Regions from separate parts of the Anser cygnoides genome. Here region 2 is linked to region 1. Evidence: chromatin contacts called from public Hi-C data. All regions are on one chromosome and are shown on one strand. The core of a region is the stretch at or near the end of the contact, and the rest is flanking DNA. Distances in the headings are between cores, read along the strand shown.

Region 1 (7,546 bases), core at 3,177-5,676:
TAAAAATCCATACAAATGGTAGTATATTTTCATGTCTTTCCCATCTCAAACTATGACGCTGTCCCCCACTGAGTGCCTTCCGTCTACCAGGTGGAATTCACAAAGCTGGGGAGAGGTGGCTATGATTCTGACTTAGGCTGATGATGGCATTTACACATAGATTATTGTTAAAATGGAACATTTGAAAATGCTTTACCAATGCTATGTTTTAGAAATGCATCTGAAACAACTCAGGAGATGGAACCATCGATATTACAAATAGGGGGTTAATTTTGTTGGTGTAAATCAGCATAGCTGATAGATTTGTGCTGATTTACATGGGTAAAGCCCAGAAAATAGAGGAGGTAATATGACAAACAAAGGATGCTATATTTATTTCATAAGTGAGAAATACTTCATAACTCAGGCACACCATTGGCATGAATAAGTTATGAAAAATCTTCACAGCCAAAAGAACATAATCATCCTTCATGTATAACAGATTTGTTTATTCTGTAAAGATTCATTTCAGTTGATTAATTATCAGTATCTGCTGATGGTGGAGGTAACAAGCCATCTCTGATGAGAGAATCATTTTAGGACATGCTCAGAATATTTTATCACCTAGCACAAGTTGTATATGCCTAGAATATTTATCATACTGTGTACTAATACTACCCCATTTATAAAGCTAAGTACAGAATGTAAATTATATTATAGATACAGGAGTTACCTATGTTTTTCCTGTCTTTTTTTTTCCATAAGGAGTGTTTTTTAAAAAACAGATTAAAACACAATAACAGCATGTCAAGTGCTGAACCGTGCTGCTGCATTAAATCATTGTTATTCTGAACCAGTAAAAAAATTTGCATAAGTGCAAATGCCAGCTTCTAACAATGCCAGCAGAATTGTTTCATCTTACACCAAATCCAACCTGTACCAGCCACTGTGCATGCTCACTGGCCATTATTCACAGATGGAAGTTAACAAGAGTGAGGTTTGTCAAGGGGTAAACTAGCTTCTTTTATTTGTAATTTTAATTATTAAGTAAGGAAAGTTGCAACACCAAGTTTAAAAAAAAAAAAAAAAAAAGATTAGATTTTCTCCATTCTGAAACATTTATGAAGAGAAGAAAATTATAATAAATCTGTCAATCACTGCAAAATAGCGAGCAAATGTAGATCAGATTTTCAATGCAATATATTAATTTGCTATTTAACCTGATCAACAAAACATCTAGAATTTAAAGCATTGATATATTATCCCTAAAAAGATAGGTTGAAATCCATTAATATGTCAGTTCACCAAAGTTTTTATCATATTGAAATAGCCACACTACTTTTAACCAGACTTTACTCACAGAGGAAGCTAGGCATCACTTTATACAACATGTGTATGGCTGTGAAATATATGTTGATGTCTGCACTGTATGTACACTCTGTACATACATTGTGTGCAGGAGGACTGCTGGCTTTTTGTTAGCCAAGACTCTTCAGAAAGTAGGGGAACTTCTGCAAAGTTTTGTACAAAGCACTGAGTTTCTCTTAGCTTTAACTTACATGTCTGAACATATAAACATTTGGTCATCTTGAAATTGAGTATTTATTTTCTCTGGTTTTCCAGCCAATTTTTTTTTTTAATATTTTCCATGGAGATGCAACATTTATTAATTATAAGTACACATTTCCAGAGGACCCAGTATGAGCTAGCCTTTTTCCACAGCTCAAGAAAGGTGGTCTAGCTCAAAGTCTGTTAAAGCCAGCAGGAGCTTTTCCATTAGTTTCAATGTTTCACACGGACTCCAAGAATATCACCCACCTAGGTATTTACAACTCTCCATTATCAGTGTATCCCAGCTTTTGGTATTGGTTTCGTTAAAATGAACTGAATAAAGACAAAAGTTCAAAAGGTTCTTAATTACTTACAGAACTGGAAGCATTGATAGCAAGTGTGTTTACCTAGAGATGATGATAACTTCTAATTATTTTGAGCACTTGTTTTTTATTTGATTACCAAAGAAAAGCAGTTTATATGATCACATTGCTTTTTATGTATCTGGTCAAAAGTCAGCTTTTAGCCAGTTTCAACCAGGATTGAGAGAAAAGTAGCAGTCTCAGAGGTATTGAATTCCTCCAGATTTTGTAAAAAGCAGCAGCCTGATAAAGAATAAAGGCGTCTTATTGCTTCCACCGAAGAATAGACTACATTGTAAGTTCATCTCTTAATAGACTCCAAAGAATCCATATCCAAGAACAGACTACAAAAGTCTAACCACAGGGGAATACGTCAGTCCAGTTACTGATCTCTTAAACTTCAGAAGAATCCACAGGAAACCAGACTTTCTCAGTGGCTCTGCTTGTTTGTTTTGCTTGTTTCTTTCCTCTTTTTTAGTTTTGTTTGTTGTTGTTTTTGGTGTGATTAGAACAAGCCTTGGGGAGGTGGGAAGAAACCATCCGGATCTATGGTTTCATTCTTCAGAAGCAGGCATGAAGTTTCGGGATGAATTGTGTGATCAGTGGTGAAAAATGTGTCATGCAACTTTTGTGTTCAGTGTCCCAGAGCTTTCCCAGCTGAATGTTCACTCGCTACATACGGAAGGGAGATTTTAGGGACATTCAGTCGAGTCTGGGACAGCTGAACTGCAACATACATCTTGGTTGTGTTTAGCCACTATTTCTGCTGGAAACAAGATTTAAACAATAAATACAGAAAATCCATTGCTATGCTTACTGAAATCAATAGGTAATTTCCCACTGAGTATATGATTTATCCAGCATTGTATCTTGTGGGCAGATAGTGATGTATGAAGCAAAAAGGAATCTAGCTCATCTCCTCCACTGCTTCTACTATAGCGACAGGGCTAGTCAGACAGAAGTCAGCAAAGTGTCCTTCTACAGGGACAGAGAGGGAAACCTGCAAAAGGAAAACATAAATGAATTCATCTCTGCTGCAATGGAGAGAAAATTTCTTCACGTACCGCTTTGCTTCTTTATATTAATACAGTGACTCGAAGTGTACATCGCTGAGGTGTCCACGGTGAGGGAATCCATTAACTTGGGCTTCTGTAGGGGCATTGGAGAAGCAATCATAAAATGCACCCGAGTCCTGCTTACTTAACTCTGCTGGTATTTCCCTGTCAGCGCAGAGTACATGAAATCACCACGAGGGTCATTCCTAGATTCAGCCAGTTAATGCAAATAGGTGGAGTATATTGATTGAGGGAACACACACAACTTTTGTTTGGAAGCAACACCTTTCTTGATTCCTGGGCCACAACTCAGAAGCTGAAGTGATAGCCACAAGCAAAGAGCTACAAGCTGGCTGTTCTTCCATAAGGGGCTGGCATTTCCTTTGGCCGTGCACCCACTCACTTCCATTTTTGACTTTGAGACTGGACTTGATGAGGTCCCCGCAGAAGCTGAACCTGAGGAACATTTGGAACTCAAGAAAATATTGCTGTCTGCTCAATAGGATGGCCTGTGGCAGGAATTCCAGCTTTAAGGAACTCCTGAAGGAGCATGCTAGTATTGCTATATTGTTCAGAAACTCATACAGCATAGCACTTAGCAGCTGGAAGTCTCATAGTTGCATCTTTGAGACTCCTTAGCTTTGGGAAGTTGCAAAATGACACTTCGTATGCAACACTTATCTCCTGAAGGAGTTCCTGGTTATATAGTGGGGATTAAGTCCTTTGTTTACTTGTCCTTAAAACTAAGCAAGCTGACAGCCTTTTCTCTATTCCTTTGTTGTACTGGATATGAAGTATAAGACTTATACCCTGCCAAAGCTGGGCGTGGGCAGAAATAGCCCTCAGTTCCAGGGCACGCTCTCCTCTTTGCTCTGAAGGGCCTGAGTCTGCCGACCTGCGGGGCCTGTTGCAGAGCCCATCGTCTGGTGCGTTTTGGACAAGAACCGAGAGAATGAGTTCAGATCAGAGATTGTGGGATTGTCTGTCTGATTTTGCACTGGTGCATTTTAAGTTAAGCTGTAGGCATTAGAGATGAGTTTTAATAGTTTAGCTAATAAAATCTTATGAAAGTCTTGTTAGTCCAAGTCAGAGAATTCTCTGCAGTGGGAAAAAATATATTCTATGAGTGGTTATGTAGGAGCAGCTAAGCCTGGACCACTCTATATTTCAGGGATATACCACTCTAAGATCCTACTCTAACATAACACAGGTACCACTGAGACACCACTCTATATTTCAGGGAGAAATGTTAGGTACTTAGGTCAAGTATCACAACAGCTGAACTTTCAGTTTCCCTTCGGGCTGTTCATCTATAGTCTCCTTACTAAAATGAAAGATACTTACCTCAGTGCCACTGACATTGAAATGCTTATGTGAATCATTAACATGAACCATTTATTCTGACCACAGCTACATGGTCTAAAGTTGATATTTGGAGTCTGTTAATCATTACCTGTCAGCTACTTGCTATGTATCAGAAGGTGATCCCAAGCTCTCTTGCCAGCTCTGCATAGCTCGGTGCCTCTGGCAGTCTTTACATAACCGACCTGCGTCTAGCTTCTGTTAAAGTGTCCAAAATGCCTCGTCAGGTCTTTTTCATTACCCCTCTAGTGCTGCCTAAAGAGAGATGCTAAATTCTCTGGATCAGATGCATGAAAAGATGGTGAAATGATAGGGAACATGACCACAAAACTGTGGTGTTTTTTATTATTATTATTATTATTTTATTTTCTTAAATAGATTATGGTGGCACAAGAGCCCCGCAGAAGCCTTCCTATACAGGCACTCAGAGCAACGTCACTGCTCATGTCCTCACCTGACCCATTCCTGTAAGAGCTGAGGAGCCTAGTTCATAGCTCAGCCAAGGTTTTAAGGACATAAATTGGCATTCCTTTGCCTCAAAGGCCTTGATCCGAGAAGTTCGTAGGACACTGAACAGATTCTCAGTGTGGCTTGCAGCAGGGTACCTGACAGCCAGTGGAATTTTCAGAAATACCTACAGAAGGGAATGATGGTGCTCTCCAGTTGCTTGGTGGCTACCGAGTGTAATTATTTCTGTCACATTTTGCTGTTGTGCAGAAAATAAAATTTGGGATCATTGGACACATTAAAATATTCCAGTTTTTGTAGTTATGGTAGTCCAATGCTTGTATTTTTAGGTCTTTGGTTTTTTTTTTGCCCCAGTCATACACAGATCCACACTGGCCTTTCATCTACTACCTCCTGATCATGTACTGTCCTAGTCTCATCATCCAGTCTACCTCCTTTTTATGGCTTGGTCTTTCCCTAGCAGATGTTCTATGGCCTCAGCTACTCATGAAACCCCTGCTCAAGCTGATGAACCCCTTCTCAGCATTTCTCTCCTTGCTCCTCATTGCATTCTCTCTGCCATTGAGCACCTTCCTTGCTCTAACTCATTTCTAATCCTCATATTTGCAACCTCATCCCTCCTCAGTTCTATTTTCCTTCTTATCCTAGTTCTTGAACTCATTTGACAATTCCTTTACATTTTTTCAATGGCTCCTATTCCTCAGACTCAGTTTTCTTACTGCATACTCTGCTAGTGTTTCACAACACAACAGTTCTTACTTGTTTCTCCTGTGCCCTAATCGAGCCATTTTGTCCTCTTTTGTGCACTGGAAGCAGAATAGAAACTCCCTAATTTTAGTTTGGATCTTAAGTGCTATGTAAGCCAACAGTAGCAAAGAATAGTCATTCCATGGGAGTGCAGACAGCCTGCAGCCCTCAGCCGCTGGCTCCATTTAGAGCAAGTATTTGAAGAATTTAGGTACCAACCCTGAGCAAAACATTACTAAGAATTTTCAGATTTCACATTTTCCAAAGTTTTCATATTTTGCAGTTTATTTCAGTGGCATGAGATAATGAAAAGCACAGAAAAGCACATCCCTGAATGATACAAGCATTAGCAGTCTATTAGTTTTTGTCCATCTGCTCCAAAGTATGGTGGATGCCACAGCTAACTTTCTGAAAACTTTCTAGCATTGAAAACAACATTCTTATTTTCTTATTCTCCCAAATGACTGGGTAATTTTTGCTAAAACTTTCATTAAAATTTCAGCATGATTTAACCAGCTAGCATGGAAGATGCTTGACCAGGGTGATGGGTTAATATATAAGCAATTGAAAATAAGATTTTATAATTGAAAATGCCAGAAAAATAAAACTTTATCTTGCATTTTATGATGAATAAGTTATTTGTATAATCCCCATTTTTTTCTTGATGGATGTTTAATTGCATTCTTTTCTGATGTATAAAATGTAAATAAGTACAACTAGAAACAATGCAACAACAGAAAAATAAATAATTGCTTGTTGTATCTACATGTTAGATGGAAGATCCCACCTGCTTGGAAGAAATAGAGAAGTTACAAAAAACAGCTCAGAGAAAAAACAGTATTTTTGTCCAAATTAAAATGCTTCATATGCTCACTCTTCTAGAAGGGTAAAAGACTCCACAAAATGGGCTGTATAGACAGTCTTGACATTGCTTGAAACAATCATTGATAAGACACAGTAAAGCCTCACACAGAGGTATATTGGTCCATAGAGAATGACAGAAATTAGAACAGATAGAAGTATTTACTTTGGCAAGGTAGGACCAAAGTTCCTGAAGCAAAATTGTTTTTGACACAGTTGTGGAAGTCATTGTATGACATTAAAAAGCATTCCAACTAGAAATGGGATTTGTGCAGTACATCATTGATTTCTTCATTGTCTTTTGCTTCAGAGGGCATCCTGTATTGTTGTTGTAACTGTTCTTTAATTTAGAATTAATTGCAGATACACGGTGCAAATGGGCTGCAAATTTATATTTGCAAATGCAAAAGAAATATGAATACCACACTGCTGGGAAAAATAAAAACTTTGTTTGGGTACAACTTTTGATGCAGAAGTTCCAGTCCCAGATTGAACAACAAAATCTAATAGACCACAGGTCTTATTTCAACATTCATGGCTGAAATAGCATTGATCTATAGAGGTACACTGTTTCTTAATTTTTAATTTTTTTTATTTTTTTTCAGGGAATTTGATCTGTGCCATTCATGATGAGCAGTACCCTAACGGATTAATGGGCAGTAATGATGCTGCTCCTGAATTTGGAAGTCAGTATTAATGGGGATCACAGATCCCACCTTTAGGTTACTTACTGAGTAAGTCAAGAAAATAGATTTCATGGCAATATGCACCACTGATTTTTAGTGGGAACTGAAGTTTTCATGTGCTGCACTGTATTCTTACAGTTCTCGGGAGTGGAAGTCACATATATGTGACTTCTTCCTTCTGATGCCCTGGGGGAGATTCTCAGTTCGGGTTGTGACAGTCACGTTGGATTAGCTGGAAGCTGAGGGAAAAGACTGTGAATAGATACACAGAAAAAAAAAAAATTTAAGGCTACTGTTTTTGAAGAACACATTCAATCAAGAATAAGCCAAAGGCTGAACAGACAGATTTAGTTGGTTAATTATAAATGAATTATAAATAAATTTAATTATAAATAATTATAAGTTGTATAATATTCACTACTCCTCAAGAAACAAAACAATACAGTGCTCTAATTTTAACCTGAAGTCTTTGCTA
Region 2 (6,941 bases), core at 630-3,129, 140 kb after region 1:
CCTCATGACCTGTGCTCTTGGTGGCCTGGCCAGCGTGGGGACCCCAACACGGCAGAGGCCAGGTCGAGGCAGGGACACCCCAGAAGCATTGGGGGCGTGCATTTATGAGCTCCTTGGAGCTCAAAGCATTTTGCGAGGGGTGGGGAAGGCCAGCCTCCCGGCCCCAGGTTGAAAGGAGGCTGGAGGGAAGGGGTGGGAGCCGGCAGCCGGCCTGTGCCCTGGCCCCGGGCAGGAAGGTGTTGGGCTGCCGCGTTCGCCCTCCCACCTTTCAGCCACATGAAAGCCCGATTATTCACGCTTGATGTCAGCAAGGCAGGGCCCCGCTACCCGCTGCTGCTGGATCCTTGCCCCAAGGGGCCTGGTTACCTCAGCACGCACCGGCCCACGGCTCCCGGGCCCAGCCCTGGCCAACATTGCTCCCTCTTCCTGCAAGGGCTGGCAGGGGCTTTTGAAACATTGTGACATGGCCTGGGCAGGGGCAAAATAACAGGAGAAAACTTCTGCCCTCACCCCAGCAGCAGACCTAGGCGAGCTGCTGGTGGGCCAAGAAGAGAGCTTGTTGTAGCACCAAGAGCACATTTCCATTCCTGTCGGTTTCCCTGCCATTGCCCCTCACACCACTGTGGGGACACGGGCCCACATAATGGGTACATTTTAGTCTGTACTGGCACTATATCTGTTGTGTGAGAGCCCTGGGTGCTTCCACAGCACAGTCAGCCTTGCGACTAGGAAGCGCAGAGGACAAGCAGAGATGCCTGATTGCCCCAGCGAGTGGCCAGGGGCATCTGAAAATTCAAGAGGAAGGGAGAGGACTGAATTGACCCTTTTTTCCCCCTTGCCATTCAAATGCTTACAGATTTTATCAGCGTTTTTAGCTGCAGGGCAAAACGTTTCTTTATAGTTCCTTCCAAAGCTCTGCTGCCAAATGCAGGCTGCGGTCACAACAGCTGTAACCCAGCCCCGAGGCCTGCACATCCCTGGTGCAGAGCAGCTTGGGCAGGAGCACTCACAGGCGTTCGGCGGGGAGAAAGAAGGTTGAGGCATCTTCCAAGGCCTCCATGCATGCAGCATTGCACGCATTTTGCAAGGGGTTTTGGCAAAACACGGTTTTGGCAAGGCCCTGCTCGCTGGTGGCACTGCCACCATTCCCCACCTCCTGGGGACCACGGGTGGGCAGGGGGCACAGAGGAGCTGGCACTGAGCATCTCTGTCCTCTCCCAGGGCTGAATGCCAGGGCCTGGGGTCATCTCCTTGCAGGCAGAACTGAGTGTTTTTGTGGCATGTCTGGGGCCAGTTTCCAGTCCCTTTTATTTTTTTCTTCCCCAGTGGAGACTTGCTCATTTGTAATAGGAAGGTTCGTTGTTTTCCTGTCTGATATTTCTTTGATTACTTAAAAAGAAATCCCAGAGGCTTGTTTTCACAAAATAGTGATTGCATAATTGATGTGATTATGATGTATTTTGCTGTGTCACTGCTGCTCGGTTGATTATTTTGAGAAGCCCTGAGCGCTGTTAACACTGCCATGTGTTGTACGTGCGTGGCCGGGGCTTTCACCCCCTCCACATGTGTACCAGAGCATTTCAAGCACCCATTCCTTCAGTGGGGACTGTGCAAGACCTGCCTCGGTGCGAGGAAAAGCATGCCGATCCACACAGGGCTAATACTGGGGGATGAGCTGCCAAGCATTTTCTGGTTTAAATGATGCCTTGCCGATGTGAATAATCTCCCTAAAATCAGATTTATCACATGGGTGACTACACCAGTAAAATCGTGGGGCCAAATTCTAGGCCCTTCCCCTGGATAAAAATGTGTAGATAAAGTAAATTCAGGCCAGTGTGCTGGAAACAAAAAGTATAATTTTTCATTGTAACCTGAAAATTTACCGTCTAGGTGCAGGTAGGATTATTTAAGAGCTCACCCAGGAAAGTCTTGCAAGAGAGGAAAGCCTTTCCATTTTTTTTTTTTTTTTTGGCTGTAACTTGTTAATTATTTTCAGCTTGAGGCTAGAGGCCGATCCTAAGAGCCCTTTCTTTCTCCCGGTGACATTCTTTTCCATTTCTTCACACTGTATTCCCTTTTCTTTTTCTTTTTAAATCAGGGATGAAACATTGCCCTCAGTAAATCTTCTTGGCCGAATTTCCAGTTTTCTGAACCTTTGTTTTTCCCAACATGTGTGCAATTTTCACTATTTTTGTCCAGCGGTGACCTTTGGAATTCCAGCATAATTTCCCTCCCCTTCCTGGTGCCCTCACGTGACCCAGGAACACAAACATCTGAGAGACCTCTGGGCATCTTCACATCTGCTGGTATATAAGATCAGAGCCATTGTGTGATGTATTTTTAACAGCAGGTGTTGGGCTTGGAGAAGGGTGTGTTGGTTTTTGAGGGGCTGGGCAGAATCTGCACTTAATTCTTAGTTCCCAGGCTATTTAGGAACAGCTTAAAAAACACACTTAATCTGTTTGTACAAATTTAACATTGTAAAACCACAATAAGGAATTGCTAATCAAGTGCAAGCCTGGATTTAGTTTCAGATTTGCATCATTGCTTTCTTAAAAAAAAAAAAAAAGGGGCAAAAAAACACGCAAACAAACAAAAAAACAACAACAAAAAAAAGCCCAAAACATCGAACTTTAAAGCTGAGTCCAAGATTCTAGTTTACAGCTTAATTTCATGAAATGCTATTGATTGATTACTTGAAGCCTGTTAATTATTATTTAGTCATGGTTTTCAACACAAACTCCTTACAGCAGCAAAACAAACAGTAGGGCTGTTTTATCTTTTGCCAATTAACACAGTTTGAACATGACTTAAAATAGGCTGCTAGCTCAGGGTCTGATTCACAACTGCATTTCTCCCATTTGTGCTGCTGTAATTCCATTGATTTCCACCGCACTGCGAGTACCTTGGTGAAAAGAGAAACTTCTTAATGACCCCACCACCATGGGTAAAAGAGCATACAGCACACTAAAGCCTCACGTGAGGCTCTTCCATTGCCCATTAGTAGCAATTTAGCACCTAAATTAAAGAAACAGTATAAGCAGAGTGTTTTCCCCAAAATATCATTGAAATCCTATTTTCATGGAAATCTCTTTCAAATTTTTTTATCAGACAAATCTAAAATGGTGCTTAGTGTTCAGTTATCTGCCAGGTATAAATGGCATAAATGGATGATTACTTTAAATACATCTTCTCTGAGAAGGGAGTTATGGGACCTCACAAAAGCATCAAGCTGTGACTACTTTCAGGAAATCACCTGGAAATAAATAAGATGATAAAGGTTGCTTGCAAGTCCTCAGATTCTCGTTGCCTTTTTAGGCAGATAATTGAATTCGGTATGAGCTGTAATTCCTTTCTGGTATCGCTAAGGAACAAATTATTTATTATTTGGGAGAACAGACGGAGTGACCTGACAGGTCCTTTCAGTCACAGCATCCATGATTATAAAATCTCACAGCATTCATCGCATGGGTGTATCCGTACTTAAATAAAGAGACAGATTTTAGCCTTTTTGAAGTTGGTGAGTTTTTTTGTTGTTGGTTTCAACATTGTTTCGCCTGTCCACTTTCAACACTACATTTGAATTTTACCACATGGTCTTTTTATTTTTTATTTTTTTTTCTGGATGGAGTCAAAATAACTATTTCCAAGCAGTTATTTTTTAACAGCATGCCACGTGTGGGTACTTCTGAAATGCAAGGCCCTCATGGTGGATTGACTGAATCTCCTTTGGATTCATCCCGTCTCCTGAGCGCTGAATATGTATCCTCCCCTATTCCAAACTATAATACGGAGTGGCACTGCGGGGATGTTTATGGAGCTGCCATGCTAAGAGCAACCCAAGATGCCCTGCCTCCTACCAACTGCCTCCTGCAGCTGCCGAAATGCCAAATGCTCTCTCACAGTCAAGCAAACAGCAGCCAAATATGACTGCATGCACCTGTTTTCTTGGGCTGGTTGGGACCCGTATCCTCCCCTCTCCTCACCCTCTTCACCCACATCGGGCTTCTTCTTCCATCACGTGAGATATGTGTGGAATACCTGCAGCATCTGGATCCTGCTCCCTTGCATTCAGGAAAGCATAGCTTATGTTGTCAGAGAATTGGCTTCCAGATGACCAAAGCATTGTTTCTTGGGATGCCTGTACACAAAGCCTTTTTTTCACCCTCCTTTTTTTCTTCTTTCTTTTTCCTTTTTCAAAAAGTTATCCCTGTTCCATAATTGAGGAAATGCCCCTCTTGACTCTCTTGGTGTATGCTAAGGTCTCATCCTTCGGGCAATGGGAGTTCATGGTGCTGCCATACTGTTTGCAGTCCTGAGAGCTGTGCTTCCAGAATAACACAGGAAAAATAGGAAGACTTCACGGAGCAACTAGGAGAAGGGCAGGAGGAAACAAGACCTCTGAAGGAAGGGTAAAAGAACTGGGGTTTCTTAGCCTTAAAAAAAAAAAAAAAAGGATGAAAAAATGCGACTTACTATATGATAGACTGTTGCACAGATGAAAGGAAAGATTTGTCCTGCGTGTTTGTAGGGGATAAAGCAAGGCTTGAGCTTTAGTGGGAAGGACTCTTGAAGAGTAATGGTAGCAAAACAGTGGAGCAGGTTGCCTGAGAAAGAGGTTAGTTGTCCTGGATGACAGTAACAGTCCGTTCTACTTTGGGTTGGGCTATCTCCAGAGATCCCTACCAGCCACGTATCTTTTAGTGATTCTAGCAGAATATGAGTTATTCACTTCAGTGTAAGCAGAGTTAGAGTAGAGGATGTCTCTACCTCAGTAGAGGTACAACAAATGGTGGTAGAGGATGGGTTTGGGAAAGCTCCTTGCCAAGGTGCTCAGGATGAGTGGGCCCTGCAGTCTGTGCAGCCATAGCTGCCCCTCTTGTTCTTCTCTGCCCGGGGCTGAGGAGTGAATCTTGCTTGCAGTGGGTCGGGCGCCACGTCCTGTAGTGAAGTACAGCATCGGGCATTTTCCTCAAACATATCAGACACACATCAACATTTTGTGAAAGCAAAATATGTTTTTGTTTATTTTTATTATTATTATTATGGTTTGAAATGCTTTCCAAACATTTCCATTGCCAGTTGGTTGTGTTGATAGGGCTTTATGAAACCCATAGTGACTGAGCAAATCTGTTTTCTACTAAGACTTGCTCCATGACTATTCTGACTTGGAATGGTTGTTAATAAAGATTAAAATAATTATGACTTGACTTCGTGAGATCTGCTCTCATGCAGCTCGGTCCTTGCATCTTTCAAAGCACAATAAATCTAACCAGAAATCCAAAGGAGCTGTGGGACAGCTATCCCACAACAGGCAGGAAGTCACAAGAGGCATACAGGGCCCTTTCCTTGGTTCTGTGATTTTTTTAAGCTCATGGAAAAATGCTTCATTCCACTTAGAATATAATTTGGTTGACCTTGAGACACTGAGGGTGCTTCCAGGCAGCACCCTGCAACCTACATAGTTGTCCTAAAGTAACAGAGGCAACATTTTTTTCCCTTTTCTTGATTCCCAAGAGACTGAAGGCCAACTGCCTTCTTCTATCCTCTGCCAGACTTCTGAAGTTGTTAAACATTCTCTCTCTTTCCTTTACCCTACCGAACATAACAGCCAGTACACTGCCCACTGGAAGACCTAAAATGTCTCTTCTGATGTTTAGTACAAGGATGAAAGACCATGACAGGGGAAGGGGCAGTTAAAATCCCAAGTGTTTTTAAAGTAAGTTTGAGTGAAAGGCAAAGGGTGCTACTTGCAAATTAACCAGCAGGATTAGATAGAAGTGGATGCCCAGTGTTCCTATTTATAAAGTGACAGAATGTCCACTGACACTGAGCCAGGTTGTCGAGACCTGAAAAGCCCTACACATGCTGTCCCGACGGAGAAGTACCATGGGAACACATAATCCTATTTTTGGACACTTCGAGAATGGCTCTGCACTAGCTAAGGCCAGTGGGTGATTTCCGAAGAAGAGTCAAAAGGACTCTGGTGGTGTTGCCTGCTGGAACTGAAGCTGTTTATATAGTGCACTAAAGTACTGAAAAATAAAAATAATAATAACAATAATGAAAAGACAACAAAAAATAGGATGCTAAACAGGCAGAAGGAAATAATGAGATAGAAAAACTTAAAGAAAAACTTAAACCTTGTCCTTTAAAAAGAGCTTGATATACTGTCCAAGCTGATAGACAGCATCTCTCTTGTCACTGCAGCAGCAAGTCCTCTCGTGTGCAGTGACCCTTTTCAGAGAAGAAACAGTGTGAGAAAGAGGGTGGCTCTCGCTTTGGTCCCATACAACCACAGCTAGTGTTTTCGCCCATGCTGAATGCTGCTGATTTCTCTCTTCTCCTCACTTGGCCCAGTGAGTACCTGACCGGCCCACCCACAGGCACGTGTTCAAGAGCAGGAGTAGAAAGGCCAGCCACAATGACTTGAGGCAGGAGCGTGTAAGACAAGCAGGCTCCCCCGGCTCGAAGGGGATGAACCTGGTTTCACACGTGCTGCGTGGGCGCTCTGACCACTGCACCACCGTTTTTCTTCCTGAGTTTTGCATGCTGCCTGATCTGGAAGGCGTGCTCTGAAAATGCATGTCAGGTCAGGCCTGACGGGGGGGGGAGGGGGGGGGGGGTAATGCTTTGTTTGCAGATCTCAGAAAAGCTTAGATGTGAGTTAGGTGCTTGGAGGCTCACATGGTTAAGACCTTGGCAGGTTCTGGGACACTATTTAGGAATTTTTCTGGCAGGGAAATAGATACCTCCAGGCGTACACAGCAGCTCAATGAGAATGCAAATGGTGGTGCTGAAAAGCACAGTGGCAGGTAAGCGGTGCTAGGCTTCACAAACTTCTTTGTGAATCTAGTCCAAACCCACTGCATGTAAATAAGGATAATCTCTGAAATTCTGAAACTGGGATCTGAAGGAGGTGCAGGCTGGAAATGAAGGAG

What was found. A called contact is a pair of places that touch in the nucleus more often than the background predicts.
Region 2: a Hi-C map of liver shows a contact between it and region 1, with 1.8 times the contacts expected there. The contact joins two enhancer-like sites. A contact is called at or near these places in 2 of 7 Hi-C or Micro-C datasets (both in liver).

The regions. Positions count from the first base shown.
Region 1 is chr2:26,982,770-26,990,315 of Taihu_goose_T2T_genome, forward strand. No RefSeq gene overlaps it. Among named protein-coding and RNA genes, the nearest start is that of SLC25A13, 7.9 kb to the left of the region's middle. Within about 2 kb of position 4,427, at least 3 of the 3 cell types and tissues checked have open chromatin away from gene starts, as enhancers often do. A contact at or near this core is called in liver, where this site is marked.
Region 2 is chr2:27,128,857-27,135,797 of Taihu_goose_T2T_genome, forward strand. No RefSeq gene overlaps it. Among named protein-coding and RNA genes, the nearest start is that of SEM1, 46 kb to the left of the region's middle. Within about 2 kb of position 1,880, at least 1 of the 3 cell types and tissues checked has open chromatin away from gene starts, as enhancers often do. A contact at or near this core is called in liver, where this site is marked.